Linked DNA regions of Mus musculus: all the other regions are linked to region 7. A link is a contact called in public ChIA-PET, Hi-C, HiChIP or PLAC-seq and promoter capture Hi-C data. All regions are on one chromosome and are shown on one strand. Each heading gives the region's core, a stretch centred on a gene start, on an enhancer-like site or on the middle of the called end of the contact. The rest is flanking DNA. Distances are from core to core; before and after follow the strand shown. Region 1 holds the start of Plekha6 (pleckstrin homology domain containing, family A member 6). Region 2 has its middle 15 kb from the start of Bmncr. Region 3 holds the start of Chit1 (chitinase 1 (chitotriosidase)). Region 4 has its middle 8.5 kb from the start of Gm51648. Region 5 has its middle 18 kb from the start of Gm51648. Region 6 holds the start of Btg2 (BTG anti-proliferation factor 2). Region 7 holds the start of Snrpe (small nuclear ribonucleoprotein E).

Region 1 (2,865 bases), core at 248-2,747, 360 kb after region 7:
CTTCTGAGCATGTGTGGCAAGCCCACAGGTGACATCCACCCCACTGGGGATAGCCGTTCCTCTGTAATTCCCGGGAGAGGGGTAGATAAAGGCTGCATTAGTGGCTCGAAATCTGAATACACGGCACACAGGGCCAGTCTGTCCATTCCTCTCCTAGACTCTACTTCCCCCTCTTTCTTGGCCTCAACTGCCCAGAAACTTGGCTCCTTCTGCTCTTGGCCTCCTGGGTTTAGTGGCCAGCACCTCCCTCTTATTGTCCTGGTTTCTGTTTGCCTCCTGGAAACCCCACTAGAAGGAAGCGTGGCAGCCAAGCCAGTAAGGGTTGAACTTACCCTGTCTCTCAAATCTGCCTTTAAGACCAGCATGGTGAGTGCCCTGAGCCAGAGACAGTCCCCATGCAGGTGGGGCCATCATAGGCATTATGTCATCCAATCATCTTCCTCCCAAGAGAGAGAGGGGGAACAAAAGAGCTCTTAGCAAAGTGTGTGTGTGTGGGGGGTGTCAACATTTCTTCTTTGGTGACAATTCCTTTTTAAAAAGTCATATGAGCATATAGGACACACACACACTCACACACAGAGACACACACGCTCATACACACTCTCACACACTCACATATTCACACTCAGACATTCACACACACTCATACACATTCAGAAACTCAGACACTCACACATTCACACTCACATACATTCACACACACTCAGACACGCACACATTTTCTCTCTCTCACACACACACACATACACATCTCTGCAGGTACTGCACCCATTGCCTCTCACAAAGCCAAGAACTTCTGTCCATACTCCTGGTCACATTACCAGAAGGAGTCAGAGACAAGAGCTGTTGAAGGTGAGGGGACACCCTTCCAGGAGGAAGATGAGGGGTAGAGACAACAAACCTAAAAGCAAAAGATTTGCTCTTCACCCCCCCCTCCCCCAGATTTCAGTTTTACTCCCAAATGACAACTTAGCCTTTTAATGAGTGACTGGTTCATCCCCAATTCTGCCTGCAGTCTGTCCCGCCTGCTCCTCTCCACAGCCTCCTCTCTGTACCCTTTACAAGCATACTGCCCCACCTCCTTCAGTTGTGTCCCTGTGAGCCTGCTTTGCTCAGAGATCCTAGCCCCTCTCTGGAGACAATGGCTCAGAGAGGGAAGAGCCTCTGGGCTTTGTACACAGGGTGGTTTCATGAAACCATTGTCTCCTCCACAGGACAAGGCCACAGCAGCTGCATCTCTGACTGTGAGGGTCGCCCCTTAGTTGAGAACCACTCTGAAGAGTTCTTTCTCACAAAAAGGGGGTGAGCCTAGAATCTGGCCCAGCTGAAAATTTGTTTGTGGTGTGACAAAAGCCCCCCTCTGGCTGATGAACACACACGGCTAGCGTGCTTCCTCATCGGCTCCAGAACCACAGAGACAAACGTACCAAACCAACAGCCAGTCTACTCACCAGCTCAGTGCGCTCCCTAGTCTCTGCTGCCTCTAACTCCTTTCACACTCAGGAATAGGGAAAGGTTTCCCTTTAATACCCAGCAGGTCCCCGTGGAAAGCAATCATTAACAGCCACACATGCTGACTGGCCTTAACCCCTTCAGTGCTGGGCTGTCACAATCCAGCTGCTGGACTGTCCTGTCTGTCCCCTTTGACTAACCCTGAGCAAGTGACAACTCTTAGCTGGCTGCCATCTACCTTCACAATGCTGCTGCCTCCCCGGAGGAGAGTGAGGGCCGGGAGTCCCACCCAGGCCTCCTCACCTAATTGGAGCACGCCTACAACCTGAGGCGCTTAACTCTGGCATGGTGCCCAATTGGATGAGCCCACATTATGAAATATTTGCCAGGCAGGCCAATGGAGAAGCCAGGATCTGGGGGAGGGATGATTTTTTTTTATTTATTCCTGGAGGAGGGTGTGCAGACATAAGTAGTCATAGCATCCATAGCCCTGGGACAGAAGCAGAGAGAAGGCCATCTCAGACCCTGGGGTGCCTCTCTGCTCTAAGGACAGAATCCTGGAGGCTCCCTAAGCAACTGAACACTTGCTGCTGAGCTAGAGGGTTCTTCTTCCCCCTCTTCTTCTTTTCCTCCTTCTCTTCCTCCTCATCCTCTTCCTCCCCCCTCCCTCCCCCCTGTCCTACTGAGGAGTTTAGAAAGGGGGGTTTGGAAACACTAAGAAGGGGAAACACCAACAGATACAGTACTGACAGATAGGCAGGCTTGGGGAGAAACGAAAATTCCGCCTTTTCTCTTTAATCCTAGGTAACTAACCTAAGAAAATCTAAATCCATCAGAAAAGTGTCTACGCATAGGGCACATGCAAATCTATGCAGAAATGCACAAATGAGCAGCTCTGTGCTTGTCGGTCTCAACTCGGCTCTGTTCGTGAGTCCCCTGCCAACATTTTCCTAGTTTGAGAAAGAAATTAGGTACTCTCCAACTCTGCCTTGAGGCTGAGGCAAAGTCAGAGCATCCCACAAGGGCACAAGAAACGCAGTGGGCAATGGGCAGGTACTTATTGACCACTTACTGCCTCGGGAACACGGCGCCTTTATGCAAAGCCTACCTGAGGTGTGCTGTTGTGCTGTTGTGAGCATACCTAAAATAGCATAGGAGAGCAGAATACAAGTTCCTTCTGCTACACAGAGAGATGGCACGCCGCCTCCTTACAGCCCCAGATGCATGACTAGCTCTGAACCTCAGCCAGCCAGGGTTAGTAACTGGCACTTTTCCTTATCACCTTGGTTCCTGTTTGCCTATCAGTAAGCCAGCCACTGTGGCTCGGGACCCTCATTCACAACAGCCAGGGCTCCTTATCTTATCTTCAGTAATGCCTTCCCAGTCGCCTGGAGCCTAGCTTGCCCTGGCTTC
Region 2 (2,944 bases), core at 269-2,768, 350 kb before region 7:
GTGGATGGATCTGGAGGATATCACCCTGAGTGAGATAACCCAATCACAAAAGAACACACATGATATGTACTCACTGATAAGTGTATAGTAGACCAGAAGCTGGGAATACCCAAGATAAAATTTGCAAAACACCTGAAACTCAAGAAGAAGGAAGACCAAAGTGTGAATACTTCGATCTTTCTTAGTAGGGAGAAACAAAATACCTATGGAAGGAGTTACAGAGACAAAGTGTGGAGCAGAGACTAAAGGAACGACCATCCAGAAACTGCCCCATCTGGGGATCTATCCCATATACAACTACTAAACCAAGAAATTATTGTGGATGCCAACAAGAGCTTGCTGACAGGAGCCTGATATAGCTGTCTCCTGAGAGGCTCTGCCAGTGTCTGGCAACTACAGAGGTGGATGCTCGCAGCCATCCACTGGACTGAGCACAGGGTCCCTAATGGAGGAGCTAGAGAAAGGAGCCACGGAGCTGAAGGAGTTTGCAGCCCCATATGAGGAACAACAATATGAACTAACCAGTTCCCCCAGAGCTCCCTGGGACTAAACCACCAACCAAAGAAAACACATGGTGGGACTCATGGCTCTAGCTGTATATGTAGCAGAGCATGGCCTAGTCGGTCATCAATGGAACGGGATGCCCTTGGTCCTGTGAAGCTTCTATGCCCCAGTATAGGAGAATGCCAGGGCCAGAAAGGGGGAGTGGGTGGGTTGGTGAGCAGGGGAAGTGGGGAGGGGGGATGGGATACCAGGAAAGGGGATAACATTTGAAATGTAAATAAAGAAAATATCTTAAAAAAAAAAGAGCGGAGAAGTTCTTTGATCAGGTAGGATCTAGGCATGTGTGTGAGCCTTCTACCTTTCCTCCAAGAAGTCTTCTTGGACAGCCTCATTTCATTCACTCAAGCATTCATTCATTCAACAAATACTGAGCTTCTCTCCCTCATCATAGGACCAGTGAGGCAGCAGGCACTGGATGTGATTTAGCAGGTGATGCCCCGAATCCTGCAGCCAATGGGCTCCAGTGGCACAGACCCTCAGTAGCATCTCTTCTGAGTCCCTTGATGCACCCACCTGCTCAGGCTCTGAAGTGTGCACCTTGTGGGTCCATGGCCCCATAGGCAGACATCAGGGCTCCTTCAGTGTCACTTTCTGGGTGGCTGCCACAGTGCTGGGCACTTGTAAGTACTCAGTGAATGTCTAGATATGTGTGGCTTCCCAAGAGCGTCGAGTTAAGCAGGAAGTTCCCCAGCTTTTCCCAGTCCCAGCACAGCCTTCCACCAAGGAGGGATGCAGAAACCGAACAGAGACCTTTGGAATGAAGAGGACAGGAAAGGCCTGGGCTGGCTGCCAGCCCCGGATGCCTCTGGACAAGCAGGGGTCCTCGGTCCTCTGTGTTCTGGAATGTGAGAGGCGCTTGCCAGGGAATCTTAAAAACAAAGTGACTCCTCCCCAAACCTTTGCTCCTCACCCTGGACAGAGCCACGCTGGCAGAGCCGGTTGGACCTTCCTCACAGTGCACGGGTGCCCCTTGGTGGACAAAAAGCCGGCCCCGCTCATGATTCCTGAGGACTGGTGAGCCATTAAAAAGGAGGATTCTGAAGCCATTGTCCCCACAGCCTATCAGCGGACCCTCCATGGCATGAGTCTAAGTCCGCACCAGAGCACTTTCTCTGACGTGTGGCTGGAGCCACGGGCCTGGATTCTTGGCTGACCGCACAGTACGCTTACTGTCAGTGTCGGCTGACCTCACATCAGGCCAGCCTGAGCCTCCGTGTCACTCCCCTCCAAATTAAGAACTGTGACACAATGCATTTGAGGCAGCTGTTTTTTAATCAGATGAGGTCTGGGCATGTATATGATCCTTCCCCTCTGGCAGGGACTGTGCCAAGCTATCTGCCATACCTGAAGGTCCCAGACTCTGTCAACCGCCCTGGGCAGGCAAGAAGGGCAGAATGAGGGCAGCAAAGCTTTTCAGCTTGTGTCATGGGGATAAGATAGAAGGTTAGAGGAGGCAGGACCCTGGGGTGCTGTAGAACTTGGGAGCACCCACTGTTCTTTTTTCTTTCTTTCTTTCTTTCTTTCTTTCTTTCTTTCTTTCTTTCTTTCTTTCTTTCTTTCTTTCTTCCTTCCTTCCTTCCTTCCTTCCTTCCTTCCTTTCTTTCTTTCTTTCTTTCTTTCTTTCTTTCTTTCTTTCTTTCTTATTTCACAGCAAATAACAGGCTATGTGTGAGGCTTCTGACTACCCCACCCCCACCCCCATACCCCATAGAAAGTCCTGTCCCTGTGACTGATCCTGGGCTCTTGGCTGGCTCCTCCCTTCTTAAAAGGCAAGCCTCCTGGGGAACACTGTCAAGCTCCCCTGCTCAGAGTTGAGCCAAAGGTAGAAATGGATGTTCAGGGGCCATAGGCAGCCACAGAGGCAGGAATTGGGCATGGAAAAGGTCAGGTGGCCAGAGACGCGAGGCTGGAGTAGGGGTAGTTGGAGGGATGGCAGCATGAGGAGCTGTCTACTCCTGGGACAGTGAGGGTACTAGCATTCCCGGGGTGCTGTGAGGTGGTGTTGTGCAGGCTTTCCCACCTTATTTCCTTAAGCCTTTATTACAGTGGGGACCGTACCTTCTGTGTTTTGTTTGGTTAAGATTTATTTATTATTATTTGTTTGTATGTGTGTGTATCTGTGTGTGTATGTGTGTGTGTGTGTGTGTGTGTGTGTGTGTATCTGTGTGTGTGTGAGTGTGTGGTGTGTAAATGTCCAAGGGGCATGCATGCCCTGGAGCTGGAATTACAAATGGCTGTTAGCTGCCTGGTGTGGGTGCTACCAACCAAACCCAGCTCCTCTGGGAGAGCAAGTGTTTGTAACCACTGAGCCATCTCTGTAGTGGGACCCTGTCCTGCTCAATAGCAAACGGAGCCAACGTAAGGGAGTCTAAGCACCTTG
Region 3 (2,952 bases), core at 56-2,555, 500 kb before region 7:
TAAAGTCCTTGATTCCTGCATGTGACACTCAATTCTAAACCCACCAGCCCCCTGAGACTCTGTGATGATAGCTGTCTGGGCATTGTCTATTAGGTGGACAAGTGAAAGCTCTGGCCACATCGGTTATGATTTATTTTAATTGTCATTTTAGGGCACAGGTCTACTAGTTTGTTTGTTTGTGTCTTAGTTGGGGTTTCCGTTGCTGTGAGGAGACACCATGACCAAGGCAACTCTTATAAAGGCAAACATTTAACTGGGGCTGGCTTACAGTTTTAGAGGTTTAATCCATTATCATCATGGTAGGAAGCATGGCAGCATGTGGGCAGACATAGTGATGGAGAAGGGCCTGAGAGTTCTACATCTTGTTCCAACTGCAGTCAAGAAAGGCATCCTCAGGTCACTTGGGGGAGAGTCTCAAAGTTCACCCCCCACAGTGACACACTTCCTCTACCTCTCCTAAGAGTGCCATTCCTTGCACCAAGCATATCCAAACCACCACATTCTACCCCCTAGCCCCATAAACTTGTTCAAACATATGAGTCTATGGAGGCCATACCCAGATTAACAGAATGCAAAATATATTTAGTCCAACTTCAAAAGTCCCCATAGTCAATAGCAGTCTCAACAAGGTTAACTATCTGTTGTTCAACTGCAAACACACAAGCAATAAGCGTAGCTTGCTGAAAATCACCACTCCCTTAATCTGTTTATCTCCTCAAACACAGGATTTACCTACATCGCACTTCCCGATGCCCATTTTGTATTTTTCCTTTCTAAGCTTGCTACACTTGATCAAAACACTCTTCATGGGAGCGAACCAGAGGACAAAGTCTATGCTGGGCTTTTCTGAGACTTCTTCTGTCAATGCAATTAATCTGATTCTCTTTCTTTGCCTTCGCCTTAGCTTCAAGCAGACTCTTCAGACAAGGGCAAAAAGCAGCCACGTTCTTCAGCATAACTTCATAAGAATGTTCTCCAAGCAACATACTAAAATTCCTCTCCTCTGAAACCCCTTGAGCAAGGTCTGCACCATTCATATCACCCTCCAAACAAAAGCATGGTCAGGCCTATCATAGCAATACCCCAGTCTCTGGTACCAACTTCTGTCTTAGTTAGGGTTTCCACTGCTATGAAGAGACAAGGCAACTCTTATAAAAGCAAGCATTTAGTTGGGGTTGGCTTACAGTTTCAGCGGTTTAATCCATCATCATCATGGTGAGAAGCATGGCACTGTCTAGGCCGACTTGGTGCTGGAGAAGGAGCCGAGAGCTCTACAACTTGTTCCAACTGCAGTCAGGAGAAACTGACATCCTCCGGCCTCTAGGGGGATCTTAAAGGCCACCACTACAGTGACTCACTTCTTCCTACAAGGTCACACCTTCTAGTAATGCCACTCCCTGGGCCAATCCACACTACCACAGTTTGGCTTTGTTTTTATGAGACAAGGGTTCTCTGTGTAACCTTGGTTATTCTCAAACTCTAGCTGAAGACCTGAACTCACAGAGATCTGCCTACCTCTGCTTCCTGAGTGCTGGGATTAAAGAAAAGCCTGTGTCACCACCACCACCCAGCTTTTTTTTTTTTTCCAATTTATTTATTTTTATTTTGTGAGCATTGGTTTTTTGGTCTGCCTGCCTGTCTGAAGATGTCAGATCCTCTGGAACTGGAGTTACAGACAATTGTGAGCTGACATGTGGGCGCTGGGAATTGAACCCAGATCCTCTGGAAGAACAAACATTGCCCGTAACCACTGAGCTAACTCTCCAGCCCCTAACTGCTGCTATTTTTTTTTTAAAGCTTGCTACAAGCCATATGTTGCTACGTCCTGAGTATGCCACCCCATCCAGCTCACGGTTACCATATCTCTTGACTACAGCAAGAGGCCAGGCAGGGTAGCTGACAGGCAGGGCAGCTGACTGACATCATCTAGGCGTGAGTAGGCACACACTATTGTTTGCTCAATAGGAGAAGCACCCAATGGCACAATGATTTCCATCCTTAAGCAGAGATGGCTGTAATGTTTCTCATGCAATAGCTGATGAAGGTACAGAGGAACACAGAGGGACTCAAACCCACATACTATGGTAGGGGAGTGTGGGCATAAGAACCCTCAGACTCAAATCCCCAACACACACACACACACACACACACACACACACACACACACACACACACAGAGCAGCTAGGTAGTTTTAGACTTGTCCTTGACTTCATAGTCATATGGCCAACCGTGTGTGTGGGGGGTGGTGAATCTCAAAGAAACAAACTAAAAAGAAGAAACTGCCCTGATACATTCATTTGCTGCTAATTGGACAAACCCAGTCACATGACCATACCTAAGTGGATGGAAGTCTGGGAAATGTAGTCCTCCAGGGTTTTGTGTGTGTGTGTGTGTGTGTGTGTGTGTGTGTGTGTGTGTGTGGTGGGGAATACTGGAAGATGTATGTATCTTACCATGAGAAGACTGTTAACTGGAGCCTCAGAAGCACAGTACGTACAGTACGTAGTGGAGTCTGGAACATACATACACAACACCCACCTCCACCCACCCACCCACCCTCACTCACCCCCAGCCCCTCTTCTTCCAAACCCAGATAGTCTGGGATGTGCGATGACTTCTCTTGAGCCACCATGACCATTCCCATCGTCATACTCTTACTTTTAACCCCACCAGACTCCCAGAATCAGCTAGAAACTTTTTTTTTTCAGAATATGAAAATTTATTCCTATGTTTCCATTGTCAAATTTTATGATCTTGGCCGTTCTTTCTTGCCTTTGTATAGAGCCAACAGAGAAACATTGGCTACTTTAACCACCTTAAAGCGGACTCCAGGAACATCACCTACAGCATGACCTTTTCGACCAAATCCAGCAACCGGAACTTCATCATTTTCCTCAATGAAGTTCAGGCAGCCATCATTGGGCACGAACGCTGTGATCTTCTTGCCGTTT
Region 4 (2,700 bases), core at 6-2,505, 390 kb after region 7:
CATGCACTCACACAAGTGAGCATGCCTGCATGCACACCTGCACAAATACACTCAACACACACATTTAATTGAATAAAACTGAATATTATGCCTTTTCCTGCTTCCCAACATGAAAGCAGTCAGACTACACTGTTGGTGGGATCACTTGTTTCCTCGTCTCCCTCCCTCCACTCCCTTTGTTTGCCAAGCCCCCCTTCCCACCCCAAGACAGAGTTCCTGAGCTTGGAAGAGGCGAACAGCAGGCAGGCCTTTTGCAGGTTCTGTCCTCTGGAGGCATCCATTCCCTCCTGGCTTGGGGGAAAACGGGCCAAAAGCCATCCAGACCCAAAATGCTCACATCTCGGCCACCAGAGGAGGACAAGTGTGGCCTGTCCCTGGCTCAGCTGCCTGCCTTCAGCCTGAGCAGGAGCCGAGTTGCAGGGCTCACAGCAGGTTGCAGCCCTCAGGAGAACAGGGAGCAGGGTTGGGGGTCTTCTGTCCAGAGTCCCACCCGGTCCTATTCCTCGGCAAATGCACTGAAGAGTGCTTAGATTGGCACAAAAGAAAAGCGAATGGACGTGCAGGCAGCCCCAAGCCATGAGGAGCAAATCACCAGCATATGTCCTTTAGTGTGTGTGTCCTCTCAGGGGCTTGGAAACATTTCCAAGCAGAGCCCTTCAGTCACTTCCAAACTCAGCTTCAACTCCTGGGTGCTCCTGGCTGTCTGGGCAACTGGAGCTCTAGGTCCCCAATGATGGAGTGTGGCTGAAGTTCCCATGGGCTCCCTCTCCACACTGCTTCACAAAGATGGCTGCACCCACCATGGCTGTCCCCACCACAGTGCACAGTGGCCTGTCAGACCCAGCACTTTCCAGCTCACCTGGCTTAGGGACTCTGTGGACACTGGGATGTCCTGCCAGTTTCCCAAGAGGGGAGATCTTAGCCTGGGGTTTGGAGTGCACACATTAAACCTCCTGCTTCTTCCTCTCTTCTATCATTAACAAGAGGGCTGTAGGACCAGAGGAATCACCAATGCTCTGCCTGCGAGACACTTGCTCTCGGGTGGCTGTCCTAGGGAACGCCCTGTACTACCCACACTTTGTCTGTGGGTATCTTCTGGGAGCTGTGGTCATTAGCCGGGAGAGCTGTGTGGGTGTCTAATTAAGCAATCAACGGCAAATGCAAAACCGGTTCAAGCTGCCTGCTGACAGGCACCCAGGAGCCTCTCACAGACAGCTCCCTCTCCCCCGGCTTCCTGGAAAGGTCCCTGTTGTTTGCCTGACTGCAGAGAAGTGTCCCTAGCTGCCCTCCTACTATCCACTGGCACAGACTTCACACTCCCACAGGGTGCAATTTCTGCAGCTCACAGTATTAATCGGGCTCCTAGAAATGTGGGCCTGGCAACCCTCCTAGGTGGGCAAGTGAAGGGGTCCAGAGAAACAGCCTTGTGGGAGGCTGCTTCCTTGTCTGGCCTTTCTCCATGGCTCCAGGGCCATGTCTGGCCACTCTGGCATGTTAGAGTGAGGACATGTGGGTGTGCTCAAGACCATGATGAGATAGCGGGAGTGGGCAGCAGCTGTCCCTTCTAACTGAGACAACTGGGGAGAGCACCTGGCTCACCCTGTCCTATTTCACCTTTTAAATGGAATGCCCCATCTACTCTGGGAGCCATCGAAGAGGGGAAGAGAGGGAGGGTCCCTGTAAAGAGAAGTTTTCTTTTTTCTTTTTTTTTTTTTTTAAGAGTCTGAGGTCTCCCGAATCCTATCCAACACTTGTCCAGGAAATAAGGAGGGGAAATAGTCTGTGAGCAAAACCACAGGGGGACATGGGAAAGACTAGACTGGCTCTACCTACCGGGTCACCACTGCCCCTAGCTTAAGTCAATCAAAGCAATGAACAGATACCTGCCACTGTCCTGTAGCAACACATATCCTAAGCAAGGAGTGAGATGTATCCAACCCCTTAACCTCATGCCCTGGGCTCTCCCTGGGCCACATCCCATCTTCTTCCTTGTGCCTTTATCTCTCCGTGCATAGGCCTTTACCTGCCTATGACCTGTCTTACAGTGAAGCCGGAGGCAGAGATGCCTGTATTGATACCTAGGGTAGGGGTGGGGGTTCCAAAGGGACAGTACCTAGGCCACAACTGGGGACAAGAGACAAGCTGTGCTTCAGGGACAAATCCAGGGCTTGTAATTCTTCAGGGCTCCAGTCCCTCCCCCCCCCCCCCAGCCCACACCCTCCTTGCCCTCGTGCCCTCTCAAGCTCTGCCAGTTCTGCTCAGGACTCTGGTGCACACTCTGCTTCTGCCATTATCTGTGGTTCTTTCCTGAAGAAAGGAGAGCGTGACTCTATTTCTAACCACTGGGCCCTGTCCAGCCACCCTAACTAGAGAAGCTGGATCATACCAGCCACGAGTTGATACCATGAAGGGCTTGAAATGGATCACAGGAGAGAGTTTATTACCCTGTCATTAAGCTTTACAACTAAAGAAACTTCCTCCAGGGAGGAGGGTGGGGTTAACACCTATTTTCACAAGGTACTGTCTGGCTCAGAAAATCTCAAACATTTCCCCTTCCTCCTTGCCCACCATGCCAATACTAAACTCATCCATTTGAAATCTTAGGCCCTGATATAGTTCTCTCCTGAGAGGCTCTACCAGTGCCTGACAAATACAGCCAACCATTGGACTGAGCACAGGGTCCCCAATGGAGGAACTAGA
Region 5 (2,713 bases), core at 1-2,500, 410 kb after region 7:
TCAGAGGACAACTTGTAGGAGTTGGTTCTCTCCTTCTACCATGTAGATCCCAGGAATCAAACTCATGTGTCAGGCTTTGCCACCGACACCTTTACAGCCTTAGATTAAACATGACCCAGAACCCTGCCTGGGCCCTATCCTCCCTGGTTCCATATTCCTGCTAATAACATGTTTCTTCATGTGCACAGTAAGCCACCCTGCCAGCCCCAATCCAAATTCTTTGTTGTAAGTGGAGCAATAACGAGGCAGAATTATTCACGGTTATTTGAGATGGCAAACTAATAAACTATTGTTCTGCCTGGGCGGGTTTTTATAAAAGTAACCGTCAAACAAAAGAGACCCCTGCGAACAGCAGCTGCACACCAGCTACAAGTGTGTAAAGGAAGATATTAGTGAAAGTCAGAAGGAAACATGGGACAAACACCTATGCTTTTAAACATCTGATAAGGTCCACCCCTACCCCCTTTTGGTTTTATAAGTTTTTTAAAACAAGGTCTCTCTGGCTGCCCTGGAACTTGTCATATAGACCAGGCTGACTTCAAACTCATAGCGATCCACCTGTCTCTGCCTCCAGAATGCTGGGATTAAAGGCATGCACCACCATGCCCAGTTTAACTGCCATTTTTTAAAAAGTGCCAATTTAGAGGATGTAGCTTGGTGACAAGAGTCTTTGCCCAACTTGTACCATCCTCAGCACCAGCACCCAAGAAGGAGCATTTGCCAACAGTCCCCAGGAGGCTGACACAGAAGCATCTCATGAGCCCAGGAGTTCAAGTGGGTAGTGGCATTCCGTCTCAATCAATGAGACAGTCAATAACAAACGCTAAAACTGGGGTCATAACTGTATAACAGCAATCAGTGGGGACAAAGTTACTGGAGATTTGAAACCCCACCCCCACGCCCACCCCACCCCCATTTTGTTTTGTTTTAGGTTTTTGTTTGTTTTTGAGCAGAGTTTCCTTGTGTAGCCCTGGCTTTCCTGGATCTAGCCCAGTTCCAAGTTGGCCTGAACTCAGCGATCCACCTGCCTCTGCATTCTGATTGCTGGGATTAGAGGTACCTGGTGAAAACACTTTCTATCACCCAGGGAACCTGGTTAAATTCCAGGCCCAAGACAGGGGGAAGGGAAGGGATGCAAGCATGAGGAGGCTGCAGGATGAGGGTGGGGGAGGGGCTACAGCATCTCCTCAGCAGGGGCGTCAAATGTTAGAAAACAAACCCACCAGTGTTTGCTGACACGTGCAAAGAGAAGGCCTCACACAAAAGCCACACATTATCCCATAATTATTGTCTCTCTCATGCCTGCAATTAACAGCTGTCTGAGAGGCGGCTGCTGGGGTAAATAAATGTTCACCCCCATTACAGTCAATCAGCCAGCTGAAGCGCCAATTAACAAGCCCACTGCAGAGACACTTGGGGACCCAGCAGCAACTGCGGGAGGAAGTGGATGGGAGAAGATAGCATGTGTCTTGGGTACGATCTAAAAGGATGCTCAAGGTAATTCAAATGAGCTACATGGAGCAAGTAGAAGCTGAATTCTCTGTGACTGCATATATCTGTGTCCTGAGGAGAGCCCCAGGCCTGTGGAAGGCTGTGGAGGGAAGCAAGGCAGGAGAAGGCCTCAGAGAAGATACCTACCACTTCTAAAGAGAGACAAAGGGCAGAGGAGGGAGCCAGGCAGGTGGCTAGCCAGCCTAAGTCCACCAACAGAACTTACACTGTTTGGTGACTAGTTTCTCTTAAGCAGCAAGCTCAGAAACACAGAGAAGACATTCATGTCAGAGAAGTTAAAGCTGATTCTTTTGTCCAGTGGAGGATGAGCCACCAAGCAGCTGATTGGAGACTCCCTCTTGCAGGAGCTGCAGCCGCAGTGGTAAAGGCTTGCTCAGCAGGTGTGAGGCCCTAGATTCGATCCCCAGTACTGCCAGGGAGAAAGGAAACCTCTGCCTTGACCGTACTTTGGGGCTGCGAAGATGGTTTAGTGGGTGAAAATCCTTGTTACACAAGCATGAGGACCTAAGTTCAAATCTCCAGCATCCAAGTAAAAACTCACCTGCAGGCCTCGGGTGGGTGTGGGGATGGGGGTGAGGGTGAGGTGGGGGTGGGGTGGGGTGAAGTCATCAGGGTCAGTGGGAAACTGCAGCTACAGGAAGTGGGTAGAGTGTATTGGCGCAGGACATCCAGCATCTTCCTCAAGACTCTGCCTATGCACAGAGCTCGCTGTCATGATCCTCCTGCCTCATTTGCCCAAGTGCAAGGATTATGGGTGTTCATGACCAAGAACTAAACGGGGAATCTGTGGCCAGATATTTTTGAAAACAGTTTTATGTCTGTCTTCAGGGACCCGATTAACAGAACTCTGAAGAAGGGCAGGGATCAGGGATGGTGCTGAGCAGAAGAGCCTTTGCCTGCCCCAGGCTCCATACTCCACCCCCACCCCCCAGTTCCCAAGAGAGACAGACAGAGACACAGGGAGAGACACAAAGAGAGACAGAGAGAGAGACACACACACACAGAGACTTTAGAAGCTGATACCCCCACCCCTCACCCCACCATCACCACTATCACATCCCACCCCCCCACCCTCACCCCGATTCCTACTACAAGTTGACTAATTAACACCATTAACAGACTAACACAATGCCTCTTGGATTTTGCCGGACATCATAAGAACCATCTTCGGATCTTGTTGAGGGGAGACCTGAGATCCTGC
Region 6 (2,793 bases), core at 140-2,639, 470 kb before region 7:
GATGGACACTTTAGAAAAAGACTCTTTCCGGGAAGGTGCTTTGGGCATGGGAGGGGAAGGAACCCACTGAGATTATTTAGGGATGAAGAAGCCAACAGTCTTGGGACCAGGTCTGAGGAAGCAAAAAGAGGGTCTGGGTGCTATAGGGACAGTGATCAGTAGCTTTGTCTGAAAGGGGGAACAGGGAGGGAGGTAGCTTTAGAGGGAGCACTAGACATTTAGAGGGAGGGATAGAGCATGTGGGAAAAGGGACAGAAGTATTGATGGGAAGTCCACTGAAGAAAAACAAGCAGCAAAACAGACAGTGGAGAGAAAAGGGAAGAGGGAAATGGGGTAGGGTGGATACAGAGGATCCAGGTAGGGAAGCTGGTGGCTCAGACCAGGGATACAGGGAGAGAAGCCTGGCTTAGAACTCAGGGAAAACAGGATTTTACACAAGCCATGGCGCTAAATTCAGGCCCCATCCTGTGCAGGGCTCAGAGATGTGGGTGACAAGTTGCCCCACTCAGTAGTCTGCCTAGCTTCCTGGCACCAGTCCCTGAGCCCCTGCGTGTAGACAAGCCAGACCTGAAGCCTTTCCTCTGGGGAGCTAGTGTTTACAAAAGCCTCAGTGCACAAAAAGGAAGGAAAACAATCAGGGAAGAGGGAGGGGCAGGGAACTGATGGAAAACTTTGTACAATTCACACCAGATTACTTAAACACACACACACACACACACACACACACACACACACACACACACACACACACACACACAGACACTGCCATTTAAAGGAAAGTGAGTGCTGGAAAAATAACCCTACGGACAGAAAATACTCTCCTCGACACTCCTCCCACCAAACAGTGAGAGCTGATTACTTTTAGGCAATTACAGAAGAGGAAGAGCAGAATTTGTTGGGGGAGGTGGAATTATTATGGAAGCAAAAAGAATACAATCCCCATTGCTGAAAACACGAGGAACCCGTTTTGATCAGCTGGGGGGATGAGTGGCAGAGATGTTCAGGTAGGGGGGTGAACGGCTCTGTCAGTGTCTGTCAGGAGACATGGGAGAAATAACATCGGCGAGGGCATCCTGGAGGAGGCAGCAGGCAACCTGGGTTTTGGCGCTGTGCAGAGACGACGTCCGGGCATGCCCGGTGTAGCGCGCTTCCTCTGCCCAGGTCCAAGGCCCTCTCCCGCCTGCCTCCCACAGCACGGGAGTCCGGTGCTTGTTCCCAATAATGACGTCAGTGAGCGATGACCTCAGCGCCTGGGAGGCGCGGGCGAGCTGGCGGGCGGGGCGGAGAGGGGCGGGCGCAGGCGGAGGGGAGAGGCGAGACACCGGAGGGGCACGCCCCCATCCGCCAGCGTCGGCCAATGGGCGCCACCGACGGCTCCCCGCCTCCCCGAGTGGTATGAAAGGCGCAGCCCGGGGAAAGTCCGGGCAGAGCCCGAGAGGTGGCCAGACCGTCATCATCGTTCTAATACAGCTACTTCCTCAGCCACCGGTATGAGCCACGGGAAGAGAACCGACATGCTCCCGGAGATCGCCGCCGCCGTGGGTTTCCTCTCCAGTCTCCTGAGGACTCGGGGCTGCGTGAGCGAGCAGAGACTCAAGGTTTTCAGTAGGGCGCTCCAGGACGCACTGACCGGTGAGCACACGTCGGGGTCTTGGAACCACTCGGGCGCGGCCACTTCTTGCCTGGGGTGTCTTTATCACTGTTCTGTGACGGGGACCCCTACGCGAACAACTCCGGGTCTCAGATGTCTTTCTCTAATTAATCTCTGAGGCCACTGATGGTCCTCTGTCCCTTCGGTTAAGTCCCCGTCTCCCAGCCCTCCAGTCCCCGCCTCGCTCCCGAGGCTCCGACCCTCTTCCTTGAGTACATTCTGAGACCCTGACAACACCATGAGAAAAGTCAGTGTGTGTGTGTATTCAGAGTCCGAGCTCACCCTTATCTCCGAATCTTGGAGAACAACAGACCCTCAGGGGATGTGAAGCCAGGCCAAGCTGTGCGACTTTTATGCGCAATTGAACTTTCTAGACAACTCTTGAGTCCTAGCCACTGTTGCTGTATAGTCCTGAGCCTGTCATCATACAGGCCCATTCTGCCGCGTGTTTACCCGCTGCAAGTTGTAATCTGGGCCCCCTTTGTATTTTTTCTTTTTTGGTCCCTCTTCACCATCTGCCACCTATTGTAGTACAGAAAAGAGCCTGGTAGCCTAGCCAACTGCGAGGGCGGGGAGGGGGTGTGTGTGTTATGGAGGCAGGGTGTGAGGGACGGAGGTGGAGGAGTGATAAGCCACCCTTTAGCCTCTGTCCGCAGCTGTTATAACTGGTTGGTTGCCTTGGGCTGCGATAGCCATCTCTCAACATGTTGGCACAGATCTGAGGACCAACAGCTGTTTCATCAAAACAAAACCATTTTTTATCCCCTTACCTTTGCTAAAGATCTCAAAACTCTTCTGATGCGGAAGGGATGAGAGGCCTTGTGACTTGTTGGGCAACCAACAACATTGGCCGCTTACCTACCGGCTTTGAAATTTCAGTGCCTTGGTCGTCAGAGGCCCTGCCGGTTCTTGCTAGCCCTTCCTGCCTTAAACAGGATTGTGCCAAAAATATCCATGACCACCATAGAGCATCTACCTGAAAGCTCTGGGGCTGCTTTCCAGTGTACAAAAACTTGGAAAGGACCCAGGAATCTTTCTAAGTGGCAGGGGGAGTTTAAGGAGAGGCTCTTAAATACTGTCGCTGAGAAGAGGAAGTCTCCTCCCCAGCCCTCTCCCCTCATCCTCCCCTTGTGGTAAACATC
Region 7 (2,874 bases), core at 103-2,602:
TTACTAACTAACATAGGCATGGTTAATCAGGTTAATCAGTCCCTTTTCTTGCTACTTGTGTTGTGGGGTGGGGGACGAGGCTTTAACACACACACACACACACACACACACACACACACACACACACACATCCAGATAGCTCCTGACTTACAATTCTTCATCCTAAAGATGGTGTGAAAGCAATATGAATTCTGTAAAAAAAAAAAAATCAGACTTTGCATTTTAAATTTTGATCATTTCCCTGGTAAGCAGCTCTAGGTACTTTCTGGTGAGGTGGGGGGCAGCTGCAGCTTCAAGAAAGGCTGCTATGTTGTGTTGCTAAGCGATGGCATTGAGTAGACTAGGCATATACATTTTCAACAATTTTCTGTGTGCATGTGGAGGCCAAAGGATGTCATCAAGTGTCCTTCTGAGTCACTCTTCACCCTACCTTCTGAGACAGGGTCTCTCATTGAACCTAGGACTTGGCGATTAAGTTAGACTAGTTGGCCATCCAGCCCAGGCACCCTCCTTCCTGTCTCTGGAATTACAGGCATGTAATTTTGTGTAGGTGCTGGTTGACAGACCTCATGTCCCACCTACCGAATCATCTCCCCTGGGCCCAAGGTATCTGCATTAAATGCATTTTTTTTTAACTTACATTTCTAACTTACCTTAAGTTTATCAGGTTGTATACCATGTAGGTTGTTTTGTTTTGAAACAAGGCCTCATGTAGCTTAGATCTGGAACGTACTACTTAGCTTAAGGTCATACTCACCTTGCGCCTTCCACAAGCTGAGATTACAGATGTGTTCTAGGAGCACCTGTGCACTACTACCTCCCTGAATCTTCACCTCCTGTCCCCTTGCGGGACGGAGATGCTGAGGCCTAATGACTTAATTATCACCGGTCACACAACTGAGAGAGATCTGAGTCCAACAAGCCGATTTCAATACCTCCAAGCTAGTTAGATTGCCATCTTCAGTTGCCACTGCAACAGTTAACTCTGCATAAAGGTGATGAGGGTTGAATCTGTTATTGAACAAGCCACAACTCCACCACTGCTTCGGGCATGACCATCTAGACTAGCTCTGGGGCCCAAAACAAATAAGGGGAGTCTGCAGATGGTTCTGGACAAGATGCCGCCTCTAAATTCCAGAGCAGCTCTCAGAAGAGCACCTAGGCAGAGGCAAGCCTCTCAGCCTACCTCCAGGTGGCGCTGTAGGACCGACCTCGACTTCAAAGAGCGGTTGAGTCGGAAGGCCGCCGGCGGAGTCTATCAGCATAGAGAAAAAGCGGCTCCTGGCCTAGAGAGGCGTTCCCCAGGACCGGCCCGCGTCGCCGACGACCACTGCACTTCCGTTTCCGGGTCTTGCTTCCGGAAGTCGCTTTCCGAGGCGGCCTTCCTACTCGTGTGGTCTTTGTGACTTCCACCATGGCGTACCGCGGCCAGGGCCAAAAGGTGCAGAAGGTGATGGTGCAGCCCATCGTATCCTACGCTGCGTGAACTCGGGGCTTTGGGGGCCGTAGGCGCCGTGAGCGTGGGCGGGGAGCCGGGCAGCCCGCTGCGGGCCGCTTCCCGTGAGGCCCTGGGGCGAACGGGGAGGCAGGAAAGCGCGCGGAGTTGAAGGGCGGCGGGAGGCGGGAGGCGGAAGGCGGGCTCCGGGTGGACCCGGCCAGGCTGGCGATCCGCGATGAAAGCGGGGGATACCGAGGAGGAGAGGAGGATGTGGGCCATCGGGAAGGTTGGAGAAACGAGGGCGGTGGGGAGGGAGCGCATGCTCCCGGCGGTCGTTTGTGCTTGCGGATGTAGCCCGGCCGGACCTTGGGGCGCTGGAGAGTCCGGCGCGGTTGGGAGCGGAGGCTCCGCTGTTTGTGTAGTTCTTTTCCTTGATCGCCGTGCTGCAGAACCTTATCTTCAGATACTTGCAAAATGTACGTAAGTTGTTTCCTTACTGTTACTGAAATGAAAGTTGGGCCTGTTTGACTCTTTGTAACAAATTCTCTGTTTCTAGTGCTTAGACTAAAAAATTGGGGGGGGGGGAGAACCAGAGTTGAGGATAAGGTCACAGGGAAAGCGCTAATTATTAATATGTCCGTGCTGACTTAAGGATGCACACAGTTACCATTATTCTGTAAGAACAATGTAATTATATTTACTATTAAAATTACTCTGTAAGAACGATTTGTCATCGGATTTAGCAGTGACAGTTGCATAGTGCTTTTTCCATAGTTGGACTTAGAATGGAGAAAAGACACCAAAGCGGGGTTTGGGGGAGTGGGGGCGTTATATACAGAGAAGCGAGTGGCAAATGCTCTTCTTTGAGGAGATTTTAGCGATGTTTATTTTAGAGTGTTACAACACAGATGAAAAATCGTTTTAAGCCATTGTAATTTTTAATCGCCAGATTCGCTTTGTACTATCCTGTGAACAGTTCTAACTGTAAGTGTATTCATGCCAGAAGCAAAAATAAATTTTCAGAGTAGGAAAATTAGTTTGGACAGGCCTGCCCGAGCACTTATTAAATGTTTCTCAGCAGGTTAACCAGTGTTGCTAGCTCTTAGATGAAGACTAACTAGTTCTAGTTTTTGGCTTATATTTATTGGAATTTTTAAGATAAGTCGTTTATTGTGGAAACAAAGTAATGGAGTGGGATTTGTTTACATTTCTAAAGTCATTATTTTTATTTCAGAGATCTCGAATTCAGGTGTGGCTGTATGAACAAGTGAATATGCGGATAGAAGGTTGTATTATTGTGAGTACCCAGGCTATTTTTCCTCAAGTTGTTATTAAAAAAGACATCTCAGAAGATGGCCAGTAAGAACAATATACAAGGCGTCAAGGACCCAACCCAAAGAAAGCTCTTCAGAGCTGGAGTTATTTATTTAGCCTTT

The links. Promoter capture Hi-C pulls out the DNA fragments that hold promoters and counts their contacts. A called contact is a pair of places that touch in the nucleus more often than the background predicts. ChIA-PET counts read pairs in DNA pulled down with a chosen protein or histone mark. HiChIP or PLAC-seq counts read pairs in DNA pulled down with a chosen protein or histone mark.
Region 1: an H3K4me3 HiChIP or PLAC-seq map of embryonic hindbrain shows a contact between it and region 7, with 4 times the contacts expected there. The contact joins the promoter of Plekha6 here to the promoter of Snrpe in region 7. A contact is called at or near these places in 7 of 39 promoter capture datasets (the HPC-7 cell line, frontonasal cranial neural crest, hippocampal neurons and 4 more), 6 of 115 datasets of contacts at active chromatin or transcription factors (astrocytes, cardiomyocytes, embryonic basal ganglia and 3 more) and 3 of 9 other capture datasets (adipose tissue, liver and pancreatic islet).
Region 2: a contact with region 7 is called in a FOXA1 HiChIP or PLAC-seq map of pancreatic cancer cells. The contact joins the enhancer-like site here to the promoter of Snrpe in region 7. A contact is called at or near these places in 5 of 39 promoter capture datasets (the 3T3-L1 cell line, 3T3-L1-derived adipocytes, embryonic stem cells and 1 more), 1 of 115 datasets of contacts at active chromatin or transcription factors (pancreatic cancer cells) and 1 of 9 other capture datasets (embryonic stem cells).
Region 3: a Hi-C map of pro-B cells shows a contact between it and region 7, with 5 times the contacts expected there. The contact joins the promoter of Chit1 here to the promoter of Snrpe in region 7. A contact is called at or near these places in 13 of 39 promoter capture datasets (the 3T3-L1 cell line, 3T3-L1-derived adipocytes, the C10 cell line and 8 more), 6 of 484 Hi-C or Micro-C datasets (B cells, CD8 T cells, the G1E-ER4 cell line and 3 more), 3 of 115 datasets of contacts at active chromatin or transcription factors (embryonic stem cells and large pre-B cells) and 2 of 9 other capture datasets (adipose tissue and embryonic stem cells).
Region 4: a promoter capture Hi-C map of liver shows a contact between it and region 7, with 3 times the contacts expected there. The contact joins the enhancer-like site here to the promoter of Snrpe in region 7. A contact is called at or near these places in 14 of 39 promoter capture datasets (the 3T3-L1 cell line, the HPC-7 cell line, cranial neural crest and 8 more), 2 of 484 Hi-C or Micro-C datasets (cranial neural crest and embryonic stem cells), 11 of 115 datasets of contacts at active chromatin or transcription factors (cardiomyocytes, craniofacial prominence, embryonic basal ganglia and 6 more) and 1 of 9 other capture datasets (embryonic stem cells).
Region 5: an H3K4me3 HiChIP or PLAC-seq map of embryonic basal ganglia shows a contact between it and region 7, with 3 times the contacts expected there. The contact joins the enhancer-like site here to the promoter of Snrpe in region 7. A contact is called at or near these places in 7 of 39 promoter capture datasets (the 3T3-L1 cell line, the C10 cell line, embryonic stem cells and 4 more), 2 of 15 datasets of contacts at CTCF or cohesin (embryonic stem cells and stem cell-derived epiblast-like cells), 40 of 484 Hi-C or Micro-C datasets (the Ba/F3 cell line, the CH12 cell line, the G1E-ER4 cell line and 24 more), 24 of 115 datasets of contacts at active chromatin or transcription factors (the SCID.adh cell line, T-cell acute lymphoblastic leukemia, craniofacial prominence and 16 more) and 6 of 9 other capture datasets (embryonic stem cells, embryonic tail, embryonic trunk and 3 more).
Region 6: an RNA polymerase II ChIA-PET map of memory CD8 T cells shows a contact between it and region 7, with 115 read pairs. The contact joins the promoter of Btg2 here to the promoter of Snrpe in region 7. A contact is called at or near these places in 7 of 39 promoter capture datasets (the HPC-7 cell line, hematopoietic stem and progenitor cells, hippocampal neurons and 3 more) and 6 of 115 datasets of contacts at active chromatin or transcription factors (SST interneurons, effector CD8 T cells, embryonic midbrain and 3 more).

Annotation. Positions count from the first base shown.
Region 1 is chr1:133,244,729-133,247,593 of GRCm38.p6, reverse strand. Plekha6 (pleckstrin homology domain containing, family A member 6) reads right to left here and starts at 1,497. Exons shown (of 27, transcript NM_182930.2): 1 at 1,452-1,497.
Region 2 is chr1:133,960,450-133,963,393 of GRCm38.p6, reverse strand. No RefSeq gene overlaps it. Among named protein-coding and RNA genes, the nearest start is that of Bmncr, 15 kb to the left of the region's middle. Within about 2 kb of position 1,518, at least 86 of the 459 cell types and tissues checked have an H3K27ac peak or open chromatin away from gene starts, as enhancers often do. A contact at or near this core is called in pancreatic cancer cells, where this site is marked.
Region 3 is chr1:134,109,595-134,112,546 of GRCm38.p6, reverse strand. It overlaps Chit1 (chitinase 1 (chitotriosidase)), which reads right to left and starts at 1,305. Exons shown (of 12, transcript NM_001284525.1): 1 at 1,185-1,305. It also overlaps the pseudogene Gm8618.
Region 4 is chr1:133,221,361-133,224,060 of GRCm38.p6, reverse strand. It overlaps a transcript of Plekha6 not described here. Among named protein-coding and RNA genes, the nearest start is that of Gm51648, 8.5 kb to the right of the region's middle. Within about 2 kb of position 1,255, at least 42 of the 459 cell types and tissues checked have an H3K27ac peak or open chromatin away from gene starts, as enhancers often do. A contact at or near this core is called in cardiomyocytes and liver, where this site is marked.
Region 5 is chr1:133,194,983-133,197,695 of GRCm38.p6, reverse strand. It overlaps a transcript of Plekha6 not described here. Among named protein-coding and RNA genes, the nearest start is that of Gm51648, 18 kb to the left of the region's middle. Within about 2 kb of position 1,250, at least 12 of the 459 cell types and tissues checked have an H3K27ac peak or open chromatin away from gene starts, as enhancers often do. A contact at or near this core is called in embryonic basal ganglia and embryonic brain, where this site is marked.
Region 6 is chr1:134,077,751-134,080,543 of GRCm38.p6, reverse strand. Btg2 (BTG anti-proliferation factor 2) reads left to right here and starts at 1,389. Exons shown (of 2, transcript NM_007570.2): 1 at 1,389-1,632. The coding sequence starts at 1,491.
Region 7 is chr1:133,608,758-133,611,631 of GRCm38.p6, reverse strand. Snrpe (small nuclear ribonucleoprotein E) reads left to right here and starts at 1,352. Exons shown (of 5, transcript NM_009227.3): 1 at 1,352-1,468; 2 at 1,888-1,914; 3 at 2,673-2,735. The coding sequence starts at 1,415.